3 separate regions of the Sus scrofa genome follow, and regions 1 and 2 are each linked to region 3. Evidence: chromatin contacts called from public HiChIP or PLAC-seq and promoter capture Hi-C data. All regions are on one chromosome and are shown on one strand. The core of a region is the stretch at or near the end of the contact, and the rest is flanking DNA. Distances in the headings are between cores, read along the strand shown. Region 1 holds the start of STRA8 (stimulated by retinoic acid 8). Region 2 holds the start of CNOT4 (CCR4-NOT transcription complex subunit 4). Region 3 holds the start of BPGM (bisphosphoglycerate mutase).

What was found. Promoter capture Hi-C pulls out the DNA fragments that hold promoters and counts their contacts. HiChIP or PLAC-seq counts read pairs in DNA pulled down with a chosen protein or histone mark.
Region 1: an H3K27ac HiChIP or PLAC-seq map of alveolar macrophages shows a contact between it and region 3. The contact joins the promoter of STRA8 here to the promoter of BPGM in region 3.
Region 2: a contact with region 3 is called in a promoter capture Hi-C map of liver, with 4 times the contacts expected there. The contact joins the promoter of CNOT4 here to the promoter of BPGM in region 3. A contact is called at or near these places in 1 of 5 promoter capture datasets (liver) and 1 of 47 Hi-C or Micro-C datasets (heart right ventricle).

Annotation. Positions count from the first base shown.
Region 1 is chr18:14,078,435-14,082,316 of Sscrofa11.1, forward strand. STRA8 (stimulated by retinoic acid 8) reads right to left here and starts at 1,965. Exons shown (of 11, transcript NM_001285970.1): 1 at 1,853-1,965.
Region 2 is chr18:13,819,457-13,823,310 of Sscrofa11.1, forward strand. It overlaps CNOT4 (CCR4-NOT transcription complex subunit 4), which reads left to right and starts at 2,117. Exons shown (of 12, transcript XM_021078768.1): 1 at 2,117-2,362.
Region 3 is chr18:14,591,268-14,594,902 of Sscrofa11.1, forward strand. It overlaps BPGM (bisphosphoglycerate mutase), which reads right to left and starts at 2,054. Exons shown (of 3, transcript XM_021079176.1): 1 at 1,920-2,054. It also overlaps a transcript of AKR1B1 not described here.

The DNA.
Region 1 (3,882 bases), core at 715-3,214, 510 kb before region 3:
ACAGGCCTGACTCAATTCGCCTGTACATAAACACCCACAAGGCCAAGGACAGCTTTCTCGAAGTGAGCGGGCACAGTCTCCTCAGCGTCCAGTCGGCTCTCACCCTCTGAGGGAGACGGGCACTGGCCACTCGACGTCCCACTCCCTGGACGTGAGGGACACCAGACGTCCTGACAGCAGTCACCGGCCTCTCTCACGCCAGCAGAGGGGGGACCGGGGCTCTGCCGGGGCCAGACAGACCCAGCAGCTTCCCAGTGGGCCCTGGGGACCAATCGCGGCATGTCCCCGGGGCCCACAGCCAATGGGAGCGCGCGGTGACGGACCAATGAGGACTGGGCAGTGGAAGAAACAGTGTAACTTGTTGTCTGAAGGCAACACAGAAAGGAGGGGAGGAGGGGCAGCGCTGACCTTCTCACCTTGCCCAGGGGCTCCTTTCCAAGTGGAGGCTGAGTGGGGCAGGGACTCTGTCACCTCAGATGCCCCGCACAGCCTGTATGTGCCCACGAACACTAAATGGACGGCCTCCGACTGGGTCCAGTGATCCGATGTGGAGCCCCAGGGTCCTCACCCCTCACACGGGGCTCTGACACCTGCCTTACAGGGTTATCCTGAGGCTCAGAGAAGACACGTTCAATAAAGGGTCCAGGGCACAGGCTCCCTGTCTCAGGGGGAAAGATGTGAGGAAATAGAGAAGCGCATAAAAGGAGGGGCCGGGGAATGATGTTTTAAACTGGGGAAGAAGAAATGCGGGGGGGGGGGGGGCTAAGAAGGGTTGCGCGGAAGAGGCCTTTAAAAGGTGGAATCAGGAGTTTTCTGGTGGCTCAGTGGGTTAAGGATCTGGTGTTGTCACTGCCGTGGCTCAGGTTGGATCCCTGGCGGGGGAATTTCCCCATGGCACGGGCCAAAAATATAAATAAATAAAAGGTGGGATCAAAATAGCAAGAAGAAAAGGGAAACAGTCTCACTTTGAGACAAGAGCAAGTATTCTTCCACCTTAGGGAAAAAATTCATTTTCCCCCAAATATAGACTCATGTCCTTAGGTATTTTTTGCTTGAATTCCTGCACCCCTGAATGTTACATGACAGTCGCGATCCCACACCTTCAGTTTGGCTAGGAAGCAGCAGCCTTGCCAGATGTCCCTTGTTGTTCCCTGACCTGGGGCAAAAGCTACTGCACTCTGGGGCAGGGGTGAACCAGAGGTCACACCACCTGGACGCGGCAGCCTGTGCCTGGTGGCACTGGGATTGGATTCTGATCCAGGATGTGCTTCACAGTGACTGTGAGTTCTACCCAAAGCAGACAAATAGGTTCAACTTCTGACTTTGGTAGAACATTAAATTAAACAGTGTGCTATGTAGAAAGAAACTGCTACATGGAAAGCACCCAGTAGGAGCAAATTCTCCTTCTTTTCAAGGTAAATGTGACTTACTCCTTTTAAGACAAAATTCTGCCTGGGTTGAGGCTCTGTCCCTTCTGGCTGTCAGGCAGCTTTTTCTCAGGGTCACAGAGAGTCCCTGAGAAGCTGCTTTTTTCCCCTCTTCCTCTCTCCCTGGTTTCTCTTCACTGGCCCTGATCCTTGCCTCCCATCACTAGCTCAGCAGTGCTGAGACCCTGTGGGAGCAGAGGGCATTCAGGTGTCTGTGCACCTCTGTCTTGGAGGCCTTACCTTTGCACAGGGAGGACACCCAGAGGTCCAGACACTTACCTGCCCGGCCTTTCATCTCATCACCCTTCACCCGCATCAACCACCACCAAACACATCTGCCTCCCCGGATGCGGCCCACTGGGAAGCAGATCTGCACCCAGAAAAAATGCAGTCCTGGGGGGTGGGATGTTACAAGGCTTCCTTACCTGCCTCAGCCTGATTTCCTTGAAGAAAATGAGGATCTCTGGTCCACTTCAGTCAGCCTTCCCCACAGCTGTGAGGCAGAAGGCTCTGCTCATGAACCCTGGGACCGCCTGGTGGCTTCTCACCAGCTTTGGATACAATCAAAGTTCTCCCTGGCAACAGTCCCCCCGCCCCCATCACCTTCTGACCCTGACCCCTCCTTCCTAGTACCAGAGATCCTGCCCAGAGAAACTCCCCTCGTAGTAACATAGATCCTGCCCCCAATACAGCCCCCCCCCCACGACAAGAAGCATAGATCCTGCCCTGAAATCCACCAGTCTGAGGGCATCCCCTCCCCCCAGATCCAGCTCCACACCTGTCCCACCAGGAAGCCTTCTAAGATTCCTGCATTAATGTCAACCCAGGATGGCCACCCATGTTATGTGTCCTTGACCCTAACTTTCTGGTTGGACAAACAGCCTTTTTCACTTTTTCTCAAGTGTTGGGGATGACATATTCAAGATCATTTAAAAATCAAAATGGAGGAACTGCAGTTCAGGCATCTAAAACGGAGCCAGGTGGCTATTGTGGATGTGGTTTCAGACACATTCCTGCATTGAGTCCCAAATTTTCTGACCTATGTCAACCTCAAGGGCATCACTAGCTGATTTCAAGAGTATCTGGTAGCAGCTGCCAGCTGCAGCCTAATGGGCTCAAGGTCTTCCCTTGTAACTGTACAACCATTCCAGGCCCTAGCAAAGCACCCTTACTTGTTGCCAGCTCCGAGCCTAATTCTTGACAAAAAACTTATGCAATTTTGTGGGGTTTGCCTATATAAGCTTCTTCCATTTTGTGGTCCAATGAAACACAATGCAAGTACTTCTTGCATCTGTATCCCCTGGGTTATAGTCCTCACTTTGGCTCAAATGCAACTCTTTTCTCCCTTATTTTAGATTGTTTCCTGATTATTTGCATCAACATCGGGTCCCATCCATTTTATGTGATAATGGGCAGGGGTCTCATATGCGATCATCTTTTTATCCTCTAAACATAACGAGAGTGATGGGTTGTGTATTGCGCCTCCACTGTGTTCCTAATCCTCGTGGATGACCTTGTGAAGAACTTTCTCCCCCTTTTATAGATGGGGAAGCCAGAGAAGGGCAGTGACCTGCCTAATATCTAAACATCTGAGGTTCTCTCTGGTTTTTTGCTCATCACACGCCCTTGGGTGGCATTTAGCAAAAGGAATGTTGACTGTCTTGGGCTAGAGAGAAATTTGCATGATTTTGTAAGTTTCAGAACAAAAGACCCTCAGCTTTGAACTGAGGTGTGTGGACAGTGGCTTGGAGGGAGGGGTGAGGAAGGCAGAGGTCCATGGAGGGGTACATTTCTGACTCCAGTTAGGAGCTCCCAGCACTGTGGTCAAGAGGAGCCTTGGATGCAATCTCAGGCAGGTGTTTGCCTGCCATCACCTTTGCACAGGGCCAGATTCTGGCCTCCAGGAGGGCCTGGTAATACAGTAAGCTCCTTTATGGGAACAGTATTTCTGGGTCAGCATGGCTGAGCCTTTCTACTGTAGAAGGACAGATATGTGACTCCCAAGACATGTCCCCAGGTGACAGTGCCCATTGTCCCCTGACCTCCAGTAAAACTCCTGAAGGCTTGGGACCTCCCATCAATGACTCAGCACCAAGGACCTCCTTCTGAGGTTTCTGCTTTAAGGGTTTAATGGATGTGAAAGTGCTTTGACATGTAGAAAGAATTATACAAATACTGATAAAGTCGAGGCTTGTAACTCTCCTGGAAGAAGGCATATGGGAAGATCTTCATAGCATTGGTTGTGGCAGTGATTTCATGATTATGACACTGAAGGCACAGGCAACAAAAGCAATAATAGACAAATGGGACTGTATCTGACCATTTCATTCAATAATATGAGTTGGAGATATGCTTATATTTGTACATAGAGATCTACCTCACCTGTTTTTAAGGTTGTGTAATATCCCATGTGTTAGACAACTATAAAAGAGTAGTGAATTCATTTGAAAGTGCA
Region 2 (3,854 bases), core at 867-3,366, 770 kb before region 3:
TTACATTTTCTAGAAAAGTCATGACTGAGCATTTATATATTGAGATAGAATTCACTATTATAAATTACTTTCTTTGTAGTTTTTATATCATATAGCACATTATTTTGATTTAAAACAAAATCATGTATGCAGATGAAATTCATAAATTATCCATGAATTTCATTACAGGCTAATAAAACACATTATGAAGATACTGTTCTTAAAAAAAGTGCATGCATTGGAATTCCCATTGTGGTGCAGTGGAAATGAATCTGACTAGGAACCATGAGGTTGTGGTTCAATCCCTGGCCTTGCTCAGTGAGTTAAGGATCTGGCGTTGCTGTGAATTGTCTTGTGGTTCCTCACGTGGCTCAGATCTGGCGTGGCTGTGGCTGTGGCGTAGGTTGGCAGCTGTAGCTCCAATTGGACCCCTAGCCTGGGAACCTCCACATGCCGCAGGTGTGGCCCTAAAAAGACAAAAGACAAAAAAAAAACCCAAACCCCAAAACCAAAAAACAAATAAACACAGAGTTCCCTTTTGCCTCAGTGGGTTAAGGATCCTGTGTTATTACTGCTGTGGCTTAGGTCACTGCTGTGGCACAGGTTCTGTTCCTGGCCACGAGTGCAGCCAAAATAATAATAATAATAAGAAGAATAAGAATAATAACAATAATGCAGCCAAAATAATAATAATAATAATAAAAAAGAGAAAAAAACCAACAAAAAAAGAACAAGCACACATTTAAGAAAATAGATGTCTCCTATATTGAATGTTTAGATAGTTAACTAAAGGTGGCAAATCCAAATGACTTTCCAGGTTTCCTTGCTAGCTTATGAGTTCATGATTCCGCAACTTCAAGTTTTTGGTAAATTGTGAGTTTATTATATATTTAAGTTTCCACCAAATAACTGGTTCCAGGCTTAACAGTGAAGAAACTGAAACACAAAGAACTAACGTATTTTTAAAAAATTAAATGAAGTCTTCTCAATGAGATTAGGTCTACAGATTTAAAATTGCAACCTCTTTCCCTATTCCCCTTCTGTTCAATTTTTTTCATCAGTTACCGTATAATATGCATTTTAATCATGTCTTAAAAATTGCTTCCTTTCCCTTTTATTTCACCTTAACACACACACACTAGAATAGACACAGGAATTCCTGGAAGAGGAATTTTGTCATTTTGCTGGCTGTCACCTCCCCATGTATAGAACAGCGCTGGGCACATAGGGGGAGCTCATTGAGTATTTGTTGCATGAATGGGTGAAGAATTCACGCAACAAGCAAAACCAACTGCGTCAAGCGGCCACTTCCATCAGAATTCTAGGAGGCATGTGGGAGGGACCAGAAAATTGATTTTTGAGATTGAAAATTCCTCGGCGCTCTTTGGGATTGCGAGAGCATTCTTGTACTCCTTGGGATGTATGGATGTATGAAGGGTTTGTGAACTCTGCGCGCAGAGCTGTGCAAGCTGGAAATCGAACTTAAAATAATTTGCACCTAAATCCGTAAAATGTTCTCAAATTTATATAATCAGAAACACATTTTTGTAAACGCATGGGTCTTCTGTTCTCTTGTACGTATATACAGGATAATTTAGAGTATCTTTTCACTGGAGATTCATGGTGAAGATCGGATCAAGGGTGGTGGCTCCAAAATGCACAAACAGGGGAAACGAGTTAACATTCACCTTCCACAAGCAGATGCCAATTCAGTATCCAATTCCCACCCTAGATCAAATCCCGCGCCCCTCCTACCTTCCACCTGCCTCTACCCTGCCTCCTTTAATACCTACGGTAGGCGGGGTCAGAAAAGAGAAGGTCTCAGCTCCCCCAAATTGGTTACGCCCGCCGCGAGTTCTGGTTTCCCATATTTGAGCAACACCGAGGAAACGGAACCGCTAACGAAGGCCGCCGACCAAATGACAAGAGAAGCAGCACCGGGCCGAAAAGGAAGCAAAACACGGAGAAAGGCAGTAGTGTGGCAACCACGTGAGGTAGGCGATCCGGTCCGCCCTCCGAGTGAGAACTTCAATTCCCGGCTTGCAGCTGGGCGGTTACCCTCCGAGGACTACAACTCCCAGGGTGCTGCGGGACCGGCCGCCGGCCGCTCCTCCCGCCCCTCCCCCGCCCCTCCTGGCCGGATCGGCGTGCGCCTGCGCACGGGAGGCCGGAGGAGTCTTACCCTAATGTAAGATGGTGGCCCGTCTGGCTGTGGAACCCACCGAAAGCTGAGAGTCTCCCTCTCAGCCGTAAAGGTCGGACTCGCTGAGGCAATCAGGCCCGGTTCTGAAGAGTTTTTTCCCCGACACTCGTTCAGTGGTTTCTTGTGAGGACGCGGCACCGCGTGGAGTCGGCTAAGGGAAAAGCGAGGCAAGGCAGGCGGGTGAGTCTATGCGGGGCTGGGCTTAGGGGAAACCCGGGGTTGACCGGCTACGAGAGAGCGGAGGCTTCGCTGGGACTGTGCAGGCCGCACCCCCCTTTCTCCCCACCCCCCGCCTCATCTTCACCCTCCTCCTTCTTGGTCTTCCTCCTCCTCCTCCTCTTCCTCCCTCTTCCCTCTACGCCACAGCAGTTACCACCAGGAAAAGGGAGCGGGGCAGAAGGCAGCGCGGCGGCGAGCACCGACTGCTTCGAAAATCTCTTTAATTGGGCAGCCGAGGAGGCTGCTCGTCTTCAACGCTCTCCCCTACATTTTTGTAGGGGCAAGAAATCTTCGGTCTCAGGACTCCTTGTTTTCCCAGCCCCCTTTCGCCCCTCTGACGTCCTTTCCCAGTGGCCCCCGTCTCCCAAGACCAAAGCCATCACTTCCACTCTGACCTGTGTTGCTGCTGCTCATTAATCCCACTGCTCGTTGCCCACTCGTGCTGCTGCTTGTTTTTTGCTCCCTGCTACCACTCTGGAGTTAGCCTTTGCCCCCCTCTCGTGCTTGCTTTTAGCCCCAGCCTACCTGCTACCCTTAGAGCTTCTTCCGATTTGCAGTCTTTCCTTTAACCACATCTGTCATTTTAAAGCTGCCCCTTAAAGTATCTAGATTACGCTGCTGCTTGTACTAACCCACCTGTTTCACAGCTTTCTTGGGTATTGTCCGTTCCTTCCCTCTTTGCTATACAGATTCTTTCAACATACACTTCCAGAAAAAAAAAAAAAAAAAAAAAAAAAAAAAAAAAAAAGGGATGCCCCGTGTTGGCCCCCGAGAAGTCAAGGAAGTTGGGAAGTGAATGAAGTGAGGTAGGATACTATTAAACATTGTGAGTGAAGATCGTTTATTCAGGCTGCCCCGGAGAGGAACGTCTTCGTTTTGTTTCCAGGGATCTGGTTGTGGATTATTCGCTCTGTTGGGACTTTTTGTTTTTGCTTTTTGGCTTTTTTCCCCCTCCTTTCTCTTTTCATTTTGAACCGGTTTCTCCATGCTGTCTAGCGTTCTTCTGAATTGCCTCTCCCCAGGACACTTAATGTGGGCTCTGATTACACCAACAAATATTAGCCTAGGCATTTCAAAATAAGATAAATCTGGCACACAACCAAATTTATCTGTGAACTCCGCAAGCAAATTAACAGTGGTAGTTTGATTATATGCAGGTTTTATGTGGGCTACAGAACCCTTCCAAATTGAGAATTGATTATTGGCTCAGTGAGTTTTATTGATGTGCAGCTTAATTGATGACATTTTATTTATAGTTTGAGTGGAAATTTCCTCTCCAGATTATATCAGATCTACCTAATATTTTTGGATTTGGAAAGTTCTTTCTTTTAATATTTCTAGGACGGTAGGTATCTGAGTAAATTATCTTCTCTTGAAAACCACTAGGTGTGTATGCAAAAGAAAAATTGATTTTCAAAACTAAATCGCTCATTTTTTCCATAGAAAAGAAGGA
Region 3 (3,635 bases), core at 804-3,303:
CTCCTGCTTTGCTGATGCTACAAGCAGAAGCAAAAGCTGGGAGTAAATAAAACGAGGGTGAGGGTAAGAAGAAAACATTAAATTAAGTAATGGAAGGATGAATGCAATCAAATGTTGGGGGTTTCAGGGCAGAGGTGTGGATGGTAAGATACAATCCTAGAAGCATACCAGATACTAAGTGATATCCTATAATCCAAATGCTTTAGTGAAATGGCTAAGGTTTACCTTCTATAAACTATGCTTTTTTTCCAGCTAAAGAGTTCTGTTATTAAGGGACATTTTTAGTCCTATTTCCATATAAATATCCCTTCACACTGGATTTCATCCCAAGGATGTTCAAGTGAACTACCAGTTCAAATGCTGGTGTGTTCTCTGTTCTCTAGGCACCAGACACGCCAAAATGAAGGCATGGCTGAATTTAGATGTCATTACTTAAAATGAAATGTGCCACTTAATCTCAACCAACTGTAGAAGGCAAAAGAGGAAGAGAGACTGAAAGATCTACCCAAACACCAGCATTAGTTGCCTCCGAGTGATGGAATAAAGGAGAACATTTACTGCCACATTATACTTCAGTACAATGGTCATTCTGGATAATGGTCAAATTTACAATGATCTGCATGGTTTGGTTTAAATATGGACACAAAAGAACATATCGTAGCTGGGAACTTTTATTTGCTAACAGATTGGTTAGGAATTTACGGCTATGAGATTTTGCTGATGTACTTGTGGTGGAAAATGTCTAAGGATCTTGAGCTTAAAACAGACTTTGAACACAGGCACAGACCTCGGAAATAATCTAATGCAACATCTACTTTTTAAAGATGCAAAAGTTAAGAGCCAGAGAATGGAAAGAATTTGTTTAAGATCACACAAATAGCTCCAAGACTAAAACCCAGGTGTCTTGACCACCAACTGGAGCCTCCTCCATGACACCATTTGTTTGAAAGTCTACCACAATTGAATAGCATCTATGGGGTGTGAGATGCTACAAAAATACAAGATGGATCAAACCTAGTCTCCTGGCCTCGGGGGACACAGTTTTGCAATAAAAAACAAACTGACATGTGTTCTGCTTTCATTATAGAAACCTTAGAAGCTGCTGGTGAAAGATAGCACTTGATATGATATTTTTCCCCCAAAAGTGTGCACTGGGTCAGTTAACATTCTGGTACCACTGACAAGCTAGAAACCTTCCATAATTTGGAAGGGAGGTGGGAGGGGAGTGAGAGTTATAATAAGTTAGCTAATAACCAATTATCCTTCAAAATTTAACTGTGAACTTTACTTCCATTACGCACTTCTGTCCTTCTCCAGTAAGAGGGCCCCCATCCTTCTGAAAGGAGAAGAAATACACTTACTTTTTCATTTGTGGTGCTTCCAAGAACCTGTGATCGAGCTCCAGATTTGAACCCTCCATGAAACCATTGCAGATACTCAACTTTCTCCTTTCATGACATTCAAGTTTTTCTATCTACTGGGACTTTTAGGGCCAGCTCCACCATCGCCCTAAATTTAGTGGCATGGCCCTGAAAACACACCGAGCTCCCTTCCAGGAGCCTTACTATAGACGGGGCTCTGCCACCCGGTGCCTCCGATGGCCAGGGGGACTGAGTTCATCACTCCCTTCAACTCCTATTTATTCTTGCCGTCAGGACACCACTACCAAGGCGGAATCCTCTTTTCGGCTGTCAGATCTACGACCCCCTCAGAGAGGCTTCTTCTGAGAAGGAGACAGCTGAGAAGGACCTGGGGGATGAGTGAGGGTCGGAGCCTGAGGGGTGGACGCGCGAGTGCCAGACTCCCACCAAAGACAACCCGCGGGGGAAAGGAACTGGCCCGCGCGCCAAAATAAACCACCACATCACTGAGAAATGGAAACGTTCGCAATGGCAATATTCCAAAACAAAACCACTCACCCGCAAAAAAGCCACTGGTAGCAACCGCTTCTCCGAACCTACTCGCAGCCAGTGCCTCCAAGGACTCATCTCTGCTGCCGGCATCGACTCTCTTTTCTAGCTCAGGAGCCAGAAGGGGCAGGTCCTAGGGCTCTGACTATTGGAAGATCAAGCTGTCACTCATTCATGGACCCGCCTTACTCCCCAGGAACAGGTCGAGGTCTTTTCCGTTTCCCAAATCCCCGGAGTAGAAAGTGAGGTTCTGATTGGCTTTCTGAGAAGATGAGCACATTTTCGGGCCAGTGAAGAGCTAGCTTTGGCGCTATTAGGCGGGCTTGTGCCTGGGGAAGTAAAAATGCCGGGAGCGTCGCCCTGGCAATATGAAAACCTCAGGAGCTCTCGCGCAGTTGAGGTGCTGGGAAGTGTTTCGCGTCTTAAAGGAAATATCTGCCAACGTAGAGACGTGCCGGTGGAATCTTGGAAGTTATGAGGTGATGCCTTCCTTTATTCATGGGAAACTGCAACCTGGGGATGAAGGTGGGCACTCCTCACAGAAAAGCTCTTGCTCTCCTGGCGGCTTTAAGCCTTAAACGGCGATTAAAGGCAAAGCCTTTAAAGTGCCCGATTTATGGGCTGTATCTCTCTCTCTCTCTCTCTCTCTCTCTCTCTCTCTCTCTCTCTCTCTCTCTCTCTCTCTCTCTCTCTCTCTCTTTCTCTCTCTCTCTCCTCTCTCTCTCTCTCTCTCTCTCTCTCTCTCTCTCTCTCTCTCGGTAAATGTACTAAGCGATTCCCTTAGGCAATTCCCTGACACTGTTTTGGTTGGGGGAGGAAAAGGGATGCATGGAATACACTAAAAGCTTATAGGACAGATGAAGGGAGGATGGAGTGAGTGAAACGAGTATTATATATTTGGAGGCCACAATTTACTGAACAAGAGAAGTTTGCACGGGGCCCTGTATGTTTCTAGGCAGTCTTGAACTACCACAAAAGGCTTTGAAGCATACGTGTAAGAACTTTTGGGTGGGCGAGAAAGATAATAAGGATTGATATGTTTGCTTGACCACAAACATATTAAGAAGAGAGATTCCCTGTCTTGATTTCTACAAGCTGTCGTATGTAGTGTTTAGTGTCTTCTTTTGAGTTTTTCCTATTTCATCCTAAGTCCACAGGTATGTGACCACCAGGCAGGTTCTCAGAATAATTAAACATATATATGAAAAGATAACTTCCACTTTTTAAACTCTGTGACACACTATGTACTGAATTCACTAAGACCTAAGCGTTTGTAGTTAGTTCTATATATCATCTATTCTTCTCAGAGCATAACAGTTCCTCTTATGATCTCAAAGAACAGACTCTTACTTCTGGGAGGACACAAATTCAAGGCCTGATAGATGCCAGCAAGTGCTAAGTACCATCTAATGTTAGCTGAATTCAGTTTGTACATGATTAACTAGAGTTCAAGTCAGAGGAACTGGAGGAGGTGCGGCTTCCAAATCCTGTACTCTTACCCACTTCCTCTTCCTTTTCTCAATACCAGGTGATGACAAAGTGAGGGGAGAGCCCTTCTATTACAGTTGCAACTTCAAAACTCCCTACTAGTAGCCACCATCCATCCTCTGGAGGATGAAGACAGCCATTCCCAAGTGTCAGTCTTAACCATTATTTAGGGATACTTGCTGTGGACTTAAGGCTTAATTGGATTTTGTTTTGTTGTTCTTAAGGATACCCATGGAA